2 separate regions of the Zea mays genome follow, and region 1 is linked to region 2. Evidence: chromatin contacts called from public Hi-C data. All regions are on one chromosome and are shown on one strand. Each heading gives the region's core, a stretch centred on a gene start, on an enhancer-like site or on the middle of the called end of the contact. The rest is flanking DNA. Distances are from core to core; before and after follow the strand shown. Region 1 holds the start of LOC100304391. Region 2 holds the start of LOC100304322.

What was found. A called contact is a pair of places that touch in the nucleus more often than the background predicts.
Region 1: a Hi-C map of bundle sheath shows a contact between it and region 2, with 2.3 times the contacts expected there. The contact joins the promoter of LOC100304391 here to the promoter of LOC100304322 in region 2. A contact is called at or near these places in 2 of 25 Hi-C or Micro-C datasets (bundle sheath and leaf).

Annotation. Positions count from the first base shown.
Region 1 is chr1:56,397,192-56,404,257 of Zm-B73-REFERENCE-NAM-5.0, reverse strand. LOC100304391 reads right to left here and starts at 2,057. Exons shown (of 10, transcript NM_001361417.1): 1 at 1,482-2,057. The coding sequence starts at 1,679.
Region 2 is chr1:56,184,923-56,191,431 of Zm-B73-REFERENCE-NAM-5.0, reverse strand. LOC100304322 reads right to left here and starts at 2,436. Exons shown (of 3, transcript NM_001361410.1): 1 at 2,243-2,436; 2 at 520-2,161; 3 at 1-403. The coding sequence starts at 1,976.

The DNA of each region.
Region 1 (7,066 bases), core at 808-3,307, 210 kb before region 2:
CATCACATAGCTCCAACTCTAGGACTAATGGTTGTATGTTATAGGCTTATAGCAGCCAGATGCTCTAACTAAATCCAGCTAATAAAGAGACATCTCGTACACATTAAAAGTGATCGGCAGAATAGCAACAAATAATGGACCAGTTTTTAAGATCTACCACAGCCCATAGGCGGGTGTGGAGGGAGGAACATCCACGTATATAAATAAGCCCGTCTGCAAACCTCAAAGTACGACTCATCAAACAGCGGACGCGCTGAACTTTCATCAGCATAACAACAATGAAACTGTTCCAACAATGCGCTCTAGGGACATCTCAGCAGATTTAAAAACAGGACGTTGCCAGGCAGCCGTCGGTGCAAGGCAAAAGTCTCTATCCTGCTCTGACAAATCCTCTAAAAGTCAACATGCCAGGAAGATTCCACTACAGCATTCCTTACTTGCCAAACTATGCAGTAATTCCACGTGGACGAGTCAACATGAATGGTTGGATGGATATGCACAGCTCGAAGCGGACACTGCTGCCAGCTAGTAAAGCAGGCAATCACGGGCAGAACACAGACATTAACAACAAAAAATGTTTTTATACTTTTTTCCCTGTAAGCAACAAAAAATATGTCTCTATTCCACCAGACCTTCACCAGAAAGAAACTACTCTACTGATTCCTGCACCCACAGAAAAAATGTTTTATATGCTTCACTAAACTTTCTAATCAACAACAGTAGCACAGAAACGCCTCTTGAGTTTGCTCGAGAAAAGAACGCAAGATAGAACGTGCCCCGTGTCCGTAAGCTATAAAAAGTTAAAGAGGAAACAAAAAAAATCCAAAGATCGGGCACAGTTCACAGACAGTTTCACAGAAAAGCTCACCAGCAATTCCTATGTTCATTGGTCCATGCGAAACCAAACAATTTTGCACAGCAGAACAGATAGTGTAATGGAGAACAATTATCATAAAAATTGATCCATGCGAGAACAGAGTCTAATGGAGAACAATTATCATAAAATGTTGATCTATGCGATAACAGATAGAAAACAGAAGCGATCCCCCCAATCTGGCAACGTAAAGGGTAGCACGACTTTTTTTTTAAAAAAAACGAGACAGAACAATTACGACGCGCCGCGAGCAAATGGTTTACGAGTTAATCCAGATCCGTACAAACCAAACGAATAATCAAGCGCCAAATCCCTTGGAAAGCGATGGAACAAGACTAAACAAACCATGAAGCCAAAACCAAAGTGAAGAAGACAAAACTGCTCCTGATTGGAGGTAAACAACCGGACGAGAATCCCCATACATGCCAGGGGGCAGCAGAGGAATACGGAAACCTTACTTATCTACGGAACGAAACATGACTAGTCGATTACCCCACCCAAGCCCAACTGCACAAGCAAGGGCAACCGAAAGAGAACGCGGAACCGCCCCGCGCGCGCGGACGGGAGCGACCCGGCGCTGCACTGCAGCGCACTGCGACGAACGCACCTCGCATCCGAGCGCTGAGCCGACGAGCCTCCGCGCGTAGTCGACGACCTCCGCGCGGCGGCGCTCGGAGGCCTCCGTGGGCCTCACGCGCCGCACCACCTCGCCCGCCGCGGCCCCCGCCACCGCCAAGCCCCGCGAGGGAAACGCCGCGGGCGCCACTTCCGCCGGCGCCAGCTTGCCCCTCCCTCCGGCCGCCATCCCCGGTGAGCGCCTGCGCCGCTACCTCGCGGCGGCCATGCGGAACTGGGGAAACGAAACGGAACGGGAGTGAGGAGTGGACTGTTTCTCGGCTCTCGTCTCGTCGACCGCGTGCTGGGGGTTTTGCCGAGCCGTTACGAGGAGTGAGGTGAGGGGAGTGGGGAGCGCGAGTGCGTGCGAGGGCGGCGCTTTGATTTTCCCCAGGCGGGTGTGGGATGGGTAGGTAGGCAGGCAGGCGAGAGTGGTCGCTGGCTCGCTGCCCCGCGTCGGACGCGCGCGGCCGGGGGAAGAGAAGAAACAGGAAACCCGCGGGCGTGTGATGAACAAAACAAACGCGTCGCCAGCGCCCCACGACGACGAGGCGGAGGCGGTGGTGGTGGGGCAGGGTTCGTCCCTGGGCCTGACGGCCGTCCCTATCTGGATCTGGGATTTTATAAGTGTGTGTGTGAGTCTGAGAGGAGCTCGCGTGTGCGTGTGCGTGCGCGTTGGGATGGTGCCGCCTTGGCGAGGTGTGGCACCGGTGATTTGGACCGGTAGGATTTTTTTTATTTTTCTTTAGCAATTAGGAAAGTCATCGTTGTTATCTATATCTATACCTATAATTCATCATTTTTAAACTAGAGATCAATTTATATCTTTATTTGGATATTAATTTTTTAGTTTTTTTCGATTGTGAACAAATAACATATAGATTTGGCTATGTAAACTTATAGTCTCGTTTCTCGCATTGAGTTTATTAATATTCATAAAAAGTAAATCTTAAGTTTGTTTTTAAATAATTAATATAAAATTCGGATACGGATACAAATACTAATGTTTTTTCACGGTTTTTGATGTAGGGAGAAAATAATGCACACAAAAAATTATACAAAAATTTATTCTTGTACTTCGTGATATTGTTAATAACATAGCTACAATTAGCTTCAAATTTTATGTTCATCTATAGTTATGTTTTAGAAACATCCCTACTTTAAACTTTACAAAACTTACCAAACCAAATCATCCCTACGTTCATAACCTTCACTAAATCCACCAAACAATTGCACCCACATTTAACGCAACATCTAAACCAATGGTTTTGATAGCTCGATAACATTCTCCCCCTTACTCAAATCCAATGAACATACATTACTTGGATCACCTATCATTCTTTCCCCACTGTGACCCCCGCCCCTCTCGCTCATGTCGTCACCCTAGCCTCCCTCGCCCCTCTCGCTCATGTCGTCGTCGCCGTTATCAACTCTTTCCCCGCGTTGCTGCCGTCATCATCTACTCCTCCCATCTCTAGAATCGTAGCGTTAGTAGGCTATATGCTAGTAGTCTTCCGAATTGTTTAAGATCTAGCTTTATATTACGCTTAATGAGGCAAGTAAAAAGAGCCAACTAAATTTGTCGGCGTTTCGAGACCGGGGGGTCCCTCAGGCCGACGAGTGAGTGTCGCGTGCCCCAGCCCAGATGGGTCGAGCGCGTGGGCGAGCGCGAAGGGGGGAAAGGAGCGAGGCGGCCGGAGACCGGCGTGAGAGAGGTGGGAATCCCGCGGCCTTCGTGTTCGTCCCGCGCCCAGGTCGGGTGCGCTTGCAGTAGGGGGTTACAAGCGTCCACGCGGGTGAGGGAAGCGAGCGGCCCCAAGAGAGCGCCTGTCCCGTCCTCGTCCCGCGCGGCCAACCCTCTCTAGGAGGGCCCTGGTCCTTCCTTTTATAGGCGTAAGGAGATGATCCAGGTGTACAATGGGGGTGTAGCAGAGTGCTACGTGTCTAGCGGGGGAGAGCTGACGCCCTAAGTACATGCCAATGTGGCAGCCGGAGAGATCTTGGCACCCTGCTGGTGTGATGTCGTGGCCGTCGGAGGAGCGACGGTGCCTGGCGGAGGGACAGCTGTTGGAGCGGTCGAGTCCTTGCTGACGTCCACCTGCTTCCGTAAGAGAGCTGGGAGCCGCCGTCGTCACAGAGCGTGCGGGGCGCCATCATTGCCTGTCTGGCGGAGCTGGCCAGATGGGACACCGGTCTTGTTCCCTGCGGCCCGAGTCAGCTTGGGGTAGGGTGGTGATGGCGCTTCCCGTTGACGTGGCTGGCCTGCGCCCTAGGCTGGGCGATGTGGAGGCTCCTCCGAAGCCGAGGTCGAGTCTGTCTCCCATGGCCGAGGCCGAGTCCGAGCCCCTGGGTCGCGAGGCGGAGGTCGTCGGCAGAGGCCAGGGCGGAGTCCGAGCCCTGGGGTCGAGCGGAGCGAAGTTCGTCGTCTTCTGGGGCTGAGCCCGAGTCCGAGCCCTGGGTCGGGCGGAGCAGAGTTCGCCGTCTTCCGGGCCTTAGCCCGAGTCCGAGCCCTAGGTCGGGCGGAGCGGAGTTCGCCGTCTTCTGGGCTTTAGCCCGAGTCCGAGCCCTGGGTCGGGCGGAGCGTAGTTCGCCGTCTTCCGGGGCTGAGCCCGAGTCCGAGGCCTGGGTCGGGCGGAGCGGAGTTCGCCGTCTTCCGGGTCTTAGCCCGAGTCCGAGCCCTGGGTCGGGCGGAGCTTCCTATGGCGCCTTTGGCAGGGCCTGGCTTCCTGTCAGTATCACTCTGTCAAGTGGCACTGCAGTCGAAGTGGCGCAGGCGGCGCTGTCCTTCTGTCAGACCGGTCAGTGGAGCGGCGAAGTGACGGCGGTCACTTCGGCTCTGCCGGAGGGCGCGTGTCAGGATAAAGGTGTCAGGCCACCTTTGCGTTAAATGCTCCTGCGACTTGGTCGGTCGGTGCGGCGATTTAGTCAGGGTTGCTTCTTAGCGAAGGCAGGGCCTCGGGCGAGCCGAAGATGTGTCCGCCGTTGGAGGGGGGCCTCGGGCGAGACGGAAATTCTCCGGGGTCGGCTGCCCTTGTCCGAGGCTAGGCTCGGGCGAGGCGTGATCGAGTCGCTCGAATGGACTGATCCCTGACTTAATCGCACCCATCAGGCCTTTGCAGCTTTATGCTGATGGGGGTTACCAGCTGAGAATTAGGAGTCTTGAGGGTACCCCTAATTATGGTCCCCGACAGTAGCCCCCGAGCCTCGAAGGGAGTGTTAGCACTCGCTTGGAGGCTTTCGTCGCACTTTTTTGCAAGGGGACCAGCCTTTCTCGGTTGCATTTTGTTCCGGTGGGTGCGCGCGAGCGCACCCGCCGGGTGTAGCCCCCGAGGCCTCGGAGGAGTGGTTTCACTCCTTCGAGGTCTTAATGCCTTGCGTAATGCTTCGGCTGGTCTGGTTGTTCCCTCATGCGAGCTGGCCGTAGCCCGGGTGTACGGTCGGGGCCCAAGTTCTCGGGCTGGTATGTTGACGCTGTCAACGGTTTGGCCGGAGCCGGGTTTGCGAGAGCAGCCCCCGAGCCTCTGCACAGGGCAAGAGGGCGATCAGGGACAGACTCGGCTTTTTTACATACGCCCCTGCGTTGCCTTTCCGCAAGGAGGAGGGGGGGAGAGCGCCATGTTACCCTCGATGGGCGCCGAACATGGTGTCTCCGGTGAGCTGCAAGCGGGTAATCCGAGTGGACGCCCGTGCCCCGTTCGTTAGGGGTCGGCTAGGGGCCTAGAGGCACGCCCAAAAGTACCTGCGGGTGATCTGCCGGACCCGGTCCCCTGGCGACGGGGTCCGAGGGCTCGATGCCTCCCTCCGATGGGATTCCGTTACAAGATCGCTCCCGCTGGTCTCGGAAATGTCCTAGGGTACCTCGGGAGCACAACCCGAGCCTTGGTTATGTATCGAACGTACCCCTGGTCATCCCTCACTCGGCGTCTGAGGCGGCTGTGAACCCTTCGGGGGCCAGCCTTCGAACCCCTGATCAGTAATGGGCGCGGAGCCCGAGTAGCCTGAGGCGGCCGTGGAACCCTTCGGGGGGCCGGCCTTCGAACCTCTGACCAGTAGTGGGTGTAGGTCCCACGTGATCTGAGGCGGCTGTTGAACCCTTCGGGGGGCCAGCCTTCGAACCTCTGATCAGTAAGGAGGCTCGGAGCCTGGTTCCTTCACGGGGAAGGATCCCTTTCGGGGTATCCCCCTTTCCCGGTCCCTGTCGCAAGAGATAGAGAAAGAGGAAAAAGGGAAAAGGATACGAAACCGAACGACGCGGCGTACCTTTTTTGGCGCGGTTATTTCGGCGAAGGCGAAGTGTCGCCCGCTGCTCCTGTCAGAAGCACCGCCTGTCCAGCCGTGGAGTTAATGCGATGGGGCGAGTAGTTGGCGGGGCGGCCGTTGCGCGTGCGCGAGCCGTTCGAGGAACGGATCACGGGCGCGTTGTCTTCACGCCGTGAGAGGGGGTTCTCTTGCTGCCCCCGGATGGGACGTGAGCTTGGCTGACGACGTGACCGCTGCTCCCGCCCGCCTGCCACCGTCATTACTGCCGGCCCACTTTTGGCCGCGTTGACCGCCGTGTCAGGCTGGCGCTGCTGGGTCGCGCGCTGGGTCGCCTCGAGTCGCGGTATTGGTTCCGCAATCGAGGAGGCGCGGTGGTGGCGCAAGTGGCGGTGCAGTTGCTTGCATGCAGCATCCGGCGCGCCGGTTGCGCGACGCGTGGGCCTGGGCCTCCATGCTGGCGTGTCGGGAGTCGGAGAAGCGCGTCCACTTGGCGCGGTTGCATGCCGCCTGCATGGCTACCCGCCTCTTTCGCCCGTTGGTCTGGGCAAAAGTGGAGGGTCACTTGTAACCGCTGGGCGGTTGCGTGCACCACGCGCGGCGGTTTGGCTTCTTCTGCTCGGAGCCAGTCTGCATGACATGCGGGACCCAGCCCCCGTGCCGCAGGGGAGGGCCTTGGAGCGTGTTGGAGGAGACTCAGCCCGTGACGGTTGGGGGTGCAAGCAGGGAGAGTTGCCTTTAAAAGGAGGATGACCCCTTTCGAAAGGCGACCATGTCTTCTCGCTCCCTTATGTACCGCGTCATTCCAGCTTCCAAGCCCCCGGATGGGGGATACCCGCCGTCTTTTCGCCTCATCGTTGGAGGAACGCAACTCCGTGGGAGTTGGTACCTTTCAGCCATCGTTCGGCTTCAAGGATTTTCATCATGCAGCCCGGCTGCACCCCTCCACCGGCGGTCACCCAAGATGGTGACCTCCATCTTGATGGTGGGGGAAAGCGAGCCGGGCTGCGGCCTCTGCCCCTCCCTCAGCCTCAAGGATTTTCATCACCAGGGCTGGGGAGGAGAGTGTGCCGAGTTGGGGTCGGCCCCTGCGTGGGCGGCAGGCCGCTCCATCACTCAGTGATTGGAGGGAAGGGCGGCCGTCGTCCGTGGCGACGGCAGCTGCACCGTGCCTGGCTCTCGGACGCGAGTGGCTTCGGAGCCGCTCGCAGCGCCGGCGTCTGCCACGGCAGCTGGAAGAGGTTCTCCCGCCGGCGCTGATAGCCAAGGCCGGCCACGGGCTGACCTCCAACTCTACGGCCTTCTGCCCGTCCTTGCCTC
Region 2 (6,509 bases), core at 1,187-3,686:
ACCAATTGCAACAAGGGCCGAGATGCTGAGTATGGTTTTCTTATGATGGCGACCACCATCAGGCACAAGCTCGGTTGGTGATATTGGATCGGAAGAAGTGTTTGGGTTCAGCACGATTGGTTTTGGTAGCACACCAGGACAAGATGAATTGAGCTTCGCGCCACAAAGGCCAGGATTATCCGACACACAAGATAGGGGGATGGTGTCAAAGAAGCTACCGGGAGGGAGATCCCCAGAGAGCTGGTTATGTGAAACATTGAATTGCAAGAGGTGGGGGAGATTAGAAAGCTGCTTTGGTAGAACACCAGTAAGCTTGTTCTGAGAAAGATCCACAATCTCGAGATTGGTAAGGTTAGATAGTGCTTCCGGAATCACTCCTGTTAAACTGTTATGAGAAAGATCCCTGCAAGAGATAGTAACCAAGTGAGCATATACCAGAGAATGTGGGGGTTTAGCATGTAAAGCTCCAAACATTTATCCATCCACTGGATTGGATCAGAAAGAAGTGCTTAAACTTACAGTGATGCGAGGGCAGAGCAATTGCCAATCTGAGCTGGGATGTTGCCAGTCAGGAAGTTCTTCCCCAGCCTCAACTCCTTCAATGACTCCCCTCCTTTTGAAGCTGGAATGCACCCATTTAGCCGGTTGGCAGTAAAATCAAGAACCTCCAGTGACTTCATCTCCAAAATGCTGGCCGGAATACTTCCATACATTGAGTTCCATGACATGTTCAATGACTGCAAGTTCTGCAGCTTCGAGATTTCCGATGGTATAACTCCAGAGAAGGCATTGTTTGACAAGTCCACTCCTTGAAGCACTGAAGAAGCATTTGCAGGCACTTTTAGGTCCCCGCTCAATGTGTTCTGCGACACCGACACCCATTGCACACTGGAACTGAGAACCCAGGTAGGCAGTGCACCCGTAAGAGAATTCCAGCTGACATCAACATGCATCAGGCTCTTGCATCCACCAATTGATTCAGGTAAGGCTCCGGTGAACCCATTCCCTGACAACCTCAGCTCCCTCAGTGACATCAACTCACCAATAGACCCAGGGATCTCGCCAGACAACCTGTTCCCCGACAAATCCAGCATTTCCAGGCTTGTCATTTCTCCAAACCATGTCGGGACACTCCCAGTGAACTCATTTGAGCTCAAATCAAGGTATGTGCAGGTGGAGAGCCTCCTCAGGGACTCAGGTAAGTTGCCGGACAGCGAGTTGGACCCAAGATCCACTGACCTGAGCAGCGGGCAGTCCCCAATGTCGTCCGGGAGGCTACCAGTGAGACGGTTGCCTCGCAGATTAAGCTCCCGAAGGTTAAACATCCTGCTGACACCGATCGGGAGGTCGCCGGTGACGGCATTGCCCGAGATGTCCAGCGTGCGCAGCGCGTTGAGGGACCAAATGTCGCTGGGCAGCGCGCCGTCCAGGCGGTTGGAGGAGAGGTTGAGCGACGCGAGCGTGGCGCACGCGGCGACGTCCCGCGGGATGCCGCCGGAGAAGGCGTTGTTGGCGAGCGAGACGTCGCGGAGGGAGCGGCACCGGCCGAAGAGCCCCTCCGGGACGGCGCCGGCGAATGCGTTGGCGCTGAGGTCCAGCGTCTGGAGCGCCGGGAGGCGGGCGAGGTCGGCGGGGACGTCGCCGGAGAGGTTGTTGCGGGCGAGGGAGAGCGACTGGAGCGCCTCGAGGCGGAGGAGGCCCCGGCCGAGCTTGCCGGAGAGGCCGAAGCCGGCGAGGGAGAGCGCGGAGACGCGGCCGGTGCGCGCGTCGCAGGTGACGCCGTCCCAGGCGCAGGGCCGCTCGTCGTCCTCGCTCCACGTCGCGAGGCGGCCGTCGGGGTCCGACACGTCGGCCTTGAACACGATCAGCCCCAGCACGTCGTCGCCCAGCCCCGCCCCCGCCACGCCGCCCTTGGCCTCCGCCGCCGCCGCGAGGGCGGCGAGGTGGGCGAGAACGAGCAGCGCGAGAGGCCGCATTGCTCGGCGAGACTTGGGCGAAGGACAAGGAGGCGGCGGCGCAATTAAACGCTCAGGGCTGATGCAGGAAGACGAACGAACCGGTGGGATGAACGGATGAGACTCCGCGGGTTTGGGCTCACTTAAATCTGTGCGTGACGACCTCGAAGCTTCAAATGGTTCTCTCTCTTCCTTCCTGCGTAGTACTGAAGATACAAATGTGAGTGTACTGAGCTCTAGATATGGGCTCCAGGAACAACCTTGTGGTAGCAGATGTGGGTGAGTACCTGCCGAGCCAGGATGCACCCGTCTACGTCGCTGCCGCCGGTGCCGACTCGCCGGAAAACTTCATTGAAGAATGCAGGCAGGGAGAGGGGAGGAGGGGCGAGAGTGGGAGCCGGGAGGGACCGAGGGAGGCAGGGAGCAACGGAGAGTGGGCTGAGGCTGGACCGCTGCGAGGGAGAAAGAGCGAGGAGTGGAAGGGAGAAACAAAAAATAAAGATGTTCCAGGGTAGGGCCAGAGCTGATCGGACGGTGACGAACAGGTTCACCGCACGACCGAGGGATGGGATGGGATGGGATGGGCCGCGAGGGATGGTTGGTGGCTCCGGGATGGGCCATTGGGCCGTGTGCATGGACCGGGGCCGAGGGAGTGCCCCGTGCCGTGCGTTGGGTTCCTCCTCGAAACTCGCGTGGGGCCGCGTGGTTCGAGGCCGCAGAGCGCACGGGACCGGTCCGGGCCGGGCGAGTCAGCGAGTAGAAGTAGGACCGGGCGACCGGCGCGGCTAGACTCGTCGGTGCTTTTGAGGCAGGTGCGCCTGCGCGCCCATGCGCTGCGTCGGGTTTGCGAGTCTTCCTTCTTCCATGGCCGCAGGATCAGGACAATAGAGGCGACTATTTTTTTCTACGAATACAGAACCGATTAATTTACGACGATGCTAAAACTACCTAGAATTTTTAAAGTGTCTCTTATGACAGTCCATTTACTTGAAACACAAAAGGGTTTGTAATAATACTATAATAATTGACGATTCAATATATTTTGGGGTGGGCAAAAAACACCAAACACCAAAAACCATACCGAACCAAACACCATACACCAAAATTTACGGTTTATTCGGTTTTTGTATTTGGTGCGGTATGGATTTTAGCTCTATTTGGTATTTGGTATGGTTTTCAATATTTAGACACCAAAAATACCAAAATACCGAAACGTAGCAAAACAACGTCTTAAACCTTAGACTCATATCATTATAATTTTTAAGAACTAGTATGTGTTAGTTGCTCTTATTCAACACTAATTTGTTTATGCAATTTTATTAAGTACTAGTTGATGAATTATCAGTATGTTCTTTATGTGATTTTACGTTTGCAGTTTCAAACTGCTAGTTGTTTGATGATTGTAAAAATACCAAACACCGAACTGAACATCAAATTCTGCGGTTTTTTTTTCATTTGTGAACAAAAAGTTTGGTTTTCATTTTCCAAGCACCAAACTTTTTTGACACCAGATAAAGCGCACCGAATAAACCAATAGAACGGAATGCCCGTCCCTGTTATTTCTGGAACGAGGCAGAACAAAGTGGTTAGCGTGACCACAAAGCTTTGGCTTTGGCTTTGGCTTTGAATGACTGGTGCAGTGCAGACCATGCTATTTGCAAGCGCACTCCCAGATTTTACTATACTCCACTCCACTCCACATTAGTCACGGGAACTAGTCTCTTTTAAAAGTTGAAAGAACTGTGCATGCACGGGTTTGCACGATGAACACGTACCGGCGTACACCGCTGGCCTTATTTAGATAAAGAGGGATTAAAGTGGATTGAAGTGTATTTTAAGGATTGAAAGGAAATTTAGTTCATATTACATTTCAATACATCATATACCACCTTAATCCACTTCAATGTCTCTTTTTCTAAACAACGTCTGAACTGGGCGCGCCAGCCGTTCATACACCGGCGCTGCTGCACGCTACCGCCGTCGCTGGCCGAATGAAAAAGCCCGCAACGCAGAGCTCGAGCACCGCGCACGGCAACCACTTGATGGTTGATGGCTGGCTGCCCCGTCCAACTCCAACCGCGCGGCGCGCGGGAAGGGAATTGATGGCCGCTGCGCCGCCTGTCCCGGCGCGCTGCTGCCCCCGCAGGACAGGGGGGCATCACATCAGGGGCGTTTTGATTGCTGCCATCAATACGCATTCATTGCGCCCCGCCGTGCATGCGTGGACGGGGCCCCGCCGTCGTCCTCGTTCCCTCCGCATCCACCGCGTCCGCAGCGGCAGCGAGGAGCAGTCAGTCTGTGACGGTGACGGTGACGGCGACGAGCGGGTCGGACAACAAAGCAGGCAGGCAGGCAGGCAGGAAGCTGTTGCCTGGGAGAATGGGACCGCCTGGCCTGTGGTGTGACTGGTACGTCCTGCCCTACGATGCGAGTACGAGAGAGCCTATGAATGGGGAGGTGGCCATGAACGGTCGAATCTCACTTTTCATCGACCGTCAGGTAGAGGTAGTGGGCTAGTGGCCATGGATTTGTACTTGCCCGGAATTCATGTGGCCCAAGGGGAGTGAATTTATCGTTGTCACTCACACAAAGAAGTTTTCTTCTTCAAACTGGAGCAGGATTGCACTTGGACGGACCTTCATGGCTCGTAAAATGATGTCTCTCTGATCTATCGTGAGCCATTATACACTACAGTATCCGCTTGATATCCGGTGGCTGCCTATAACTTATATATCGAATAAGAGACGACCATAATCCACGAGAATATTAATGGATCTTTAGCTTGAAAGATTATTAGAGCAGCCCCATCTCTAAATCATAGATTTAGAAAGTTGCTAAATAACTTTGGGGGTTAAAAAATGGTGAGTTCTCCGATAGCCTCTAAATAGAGGTTGTAGCTTAGTTTTGAATCTAAATATATAACTTGTGTTTGATCATCATTTTTGTCTTAGAAATCTTATGTTTCAGATTAGTAACCTTATTGTTGAACTGCTAGACATTGCACATTCAGACTCCGATCGTGAAGATACTAATGCTTTTCAGTCATTTTTTTGAAGATGATTTGACTAACCCTGTATTTCATGTCGGTCTTATGTTCAGTTCTGTTGAACGGCTCAGACGAGCTATCACAAAATGTAGTGTCAGGAACAAGGTGGAGATCAAAATGGCCAGAAACGACAAGATTAGAGTTAGAGCCCACTGTGCTGAGAATTGTCCTGGGAATTTGTATGCTTCTTATGACTCAAGGGCTAAACATTTTGTTGTAAAAACATATTATGGCAAGCACAATTGCCAAAAAGAGTGGTCTGTTAGAAGATGCAGTGCAACTCGGATTGCCAGACAATATGTAGACCATTTCAGAGCTAATGACAAGATGAGTATCAAAAGATAACAAAAAGTTATTTAGAAAGATTTGGATCTAGTTATCACTTGGAGTACCTTAGTTAGAACCAAGAGGAAAATTCTTCAAATGATTCATGAAGATGAAGCACAACAATTTAGCCAGCTATGGGACTATGGACATGAGTTGAGAAGGAGCAATCCAAGGAGCTCTCTTTAGGTTAACATGGCTTAAAGGTGTACATTCGGGCCGCCCGGCCCGGCCCAAGCCCGAAAAGGCCCGTGTTGTTTGAATTTCGGGCTGGCCCGACCCATTTGAATTTCGGGTCGTGCCGGGTCGGCCCACAGGCCTAGCCCTCTGCCCACGACCCGGCACGTAATTGCTTAAACGTGCCGGGCTCATTTCGGGCGGCCCGAAATTATAAAAGCCCGAAATTCAATTTTGGCCCAAAATTCACATTAGGGCCCGAAATTCAATTTTTTGGCCCGAAATTCAGTTTTGGCCCCAAATTCACATCAGGGCCCAGAATTCACATGAGAGCCCTAAATTCAAAACAAATTTAATAAAGCAAATAAAAGATAAGACAAATAAATTTGACCAAAAGCAAACTTAATATTTGTATTAAGCTAACAGAGCTATGAAATGACTACCTCATTTACAAATCATTTTGTTAGAAGAAAAAAGAGTATAATCAGTTATATACAAAGTTCGTAAGTTCAATTCATTATCTAGTGTTCATAACAAAAGTAAAATTACATCACATACTCTATTTCAAAGCTACAAAAAACATCTAGCTAACATTATCTCTAGCTTTGTGTTCTTTATAAAGTACATAAAAGTGTGGAATGAAGTGTGGTTTTAATAAATATATGGGCCTTTTCGTGCCTCTATATGGGCCATTTTGTGTCTGCCTTAAACGGGTCGTGCTCGTGCCCGCCCATGGGCCGTGACCTCGGCCCAAACCCGGCCCGATATATCGGGTCGTGCCGGCCCGGCACTAAAATATTTCGGGTCATGCCGTGCCTGGGTCGTGCTTTTTTTCCGTGCTTCGGGCCGGCCCATCAGGCCTGGCCCAAATGTACACCTATAACCTGGCTAGTAACCTGTTTGCCTCTTGTTACATGTCTTTGGATGCTTTCAAGAGGGGTTTTTTGGTGGTTGTAGACCTATAATTTTCTTGATGGTTGCTTCATCAAAACAAACTTTGGAGGCCA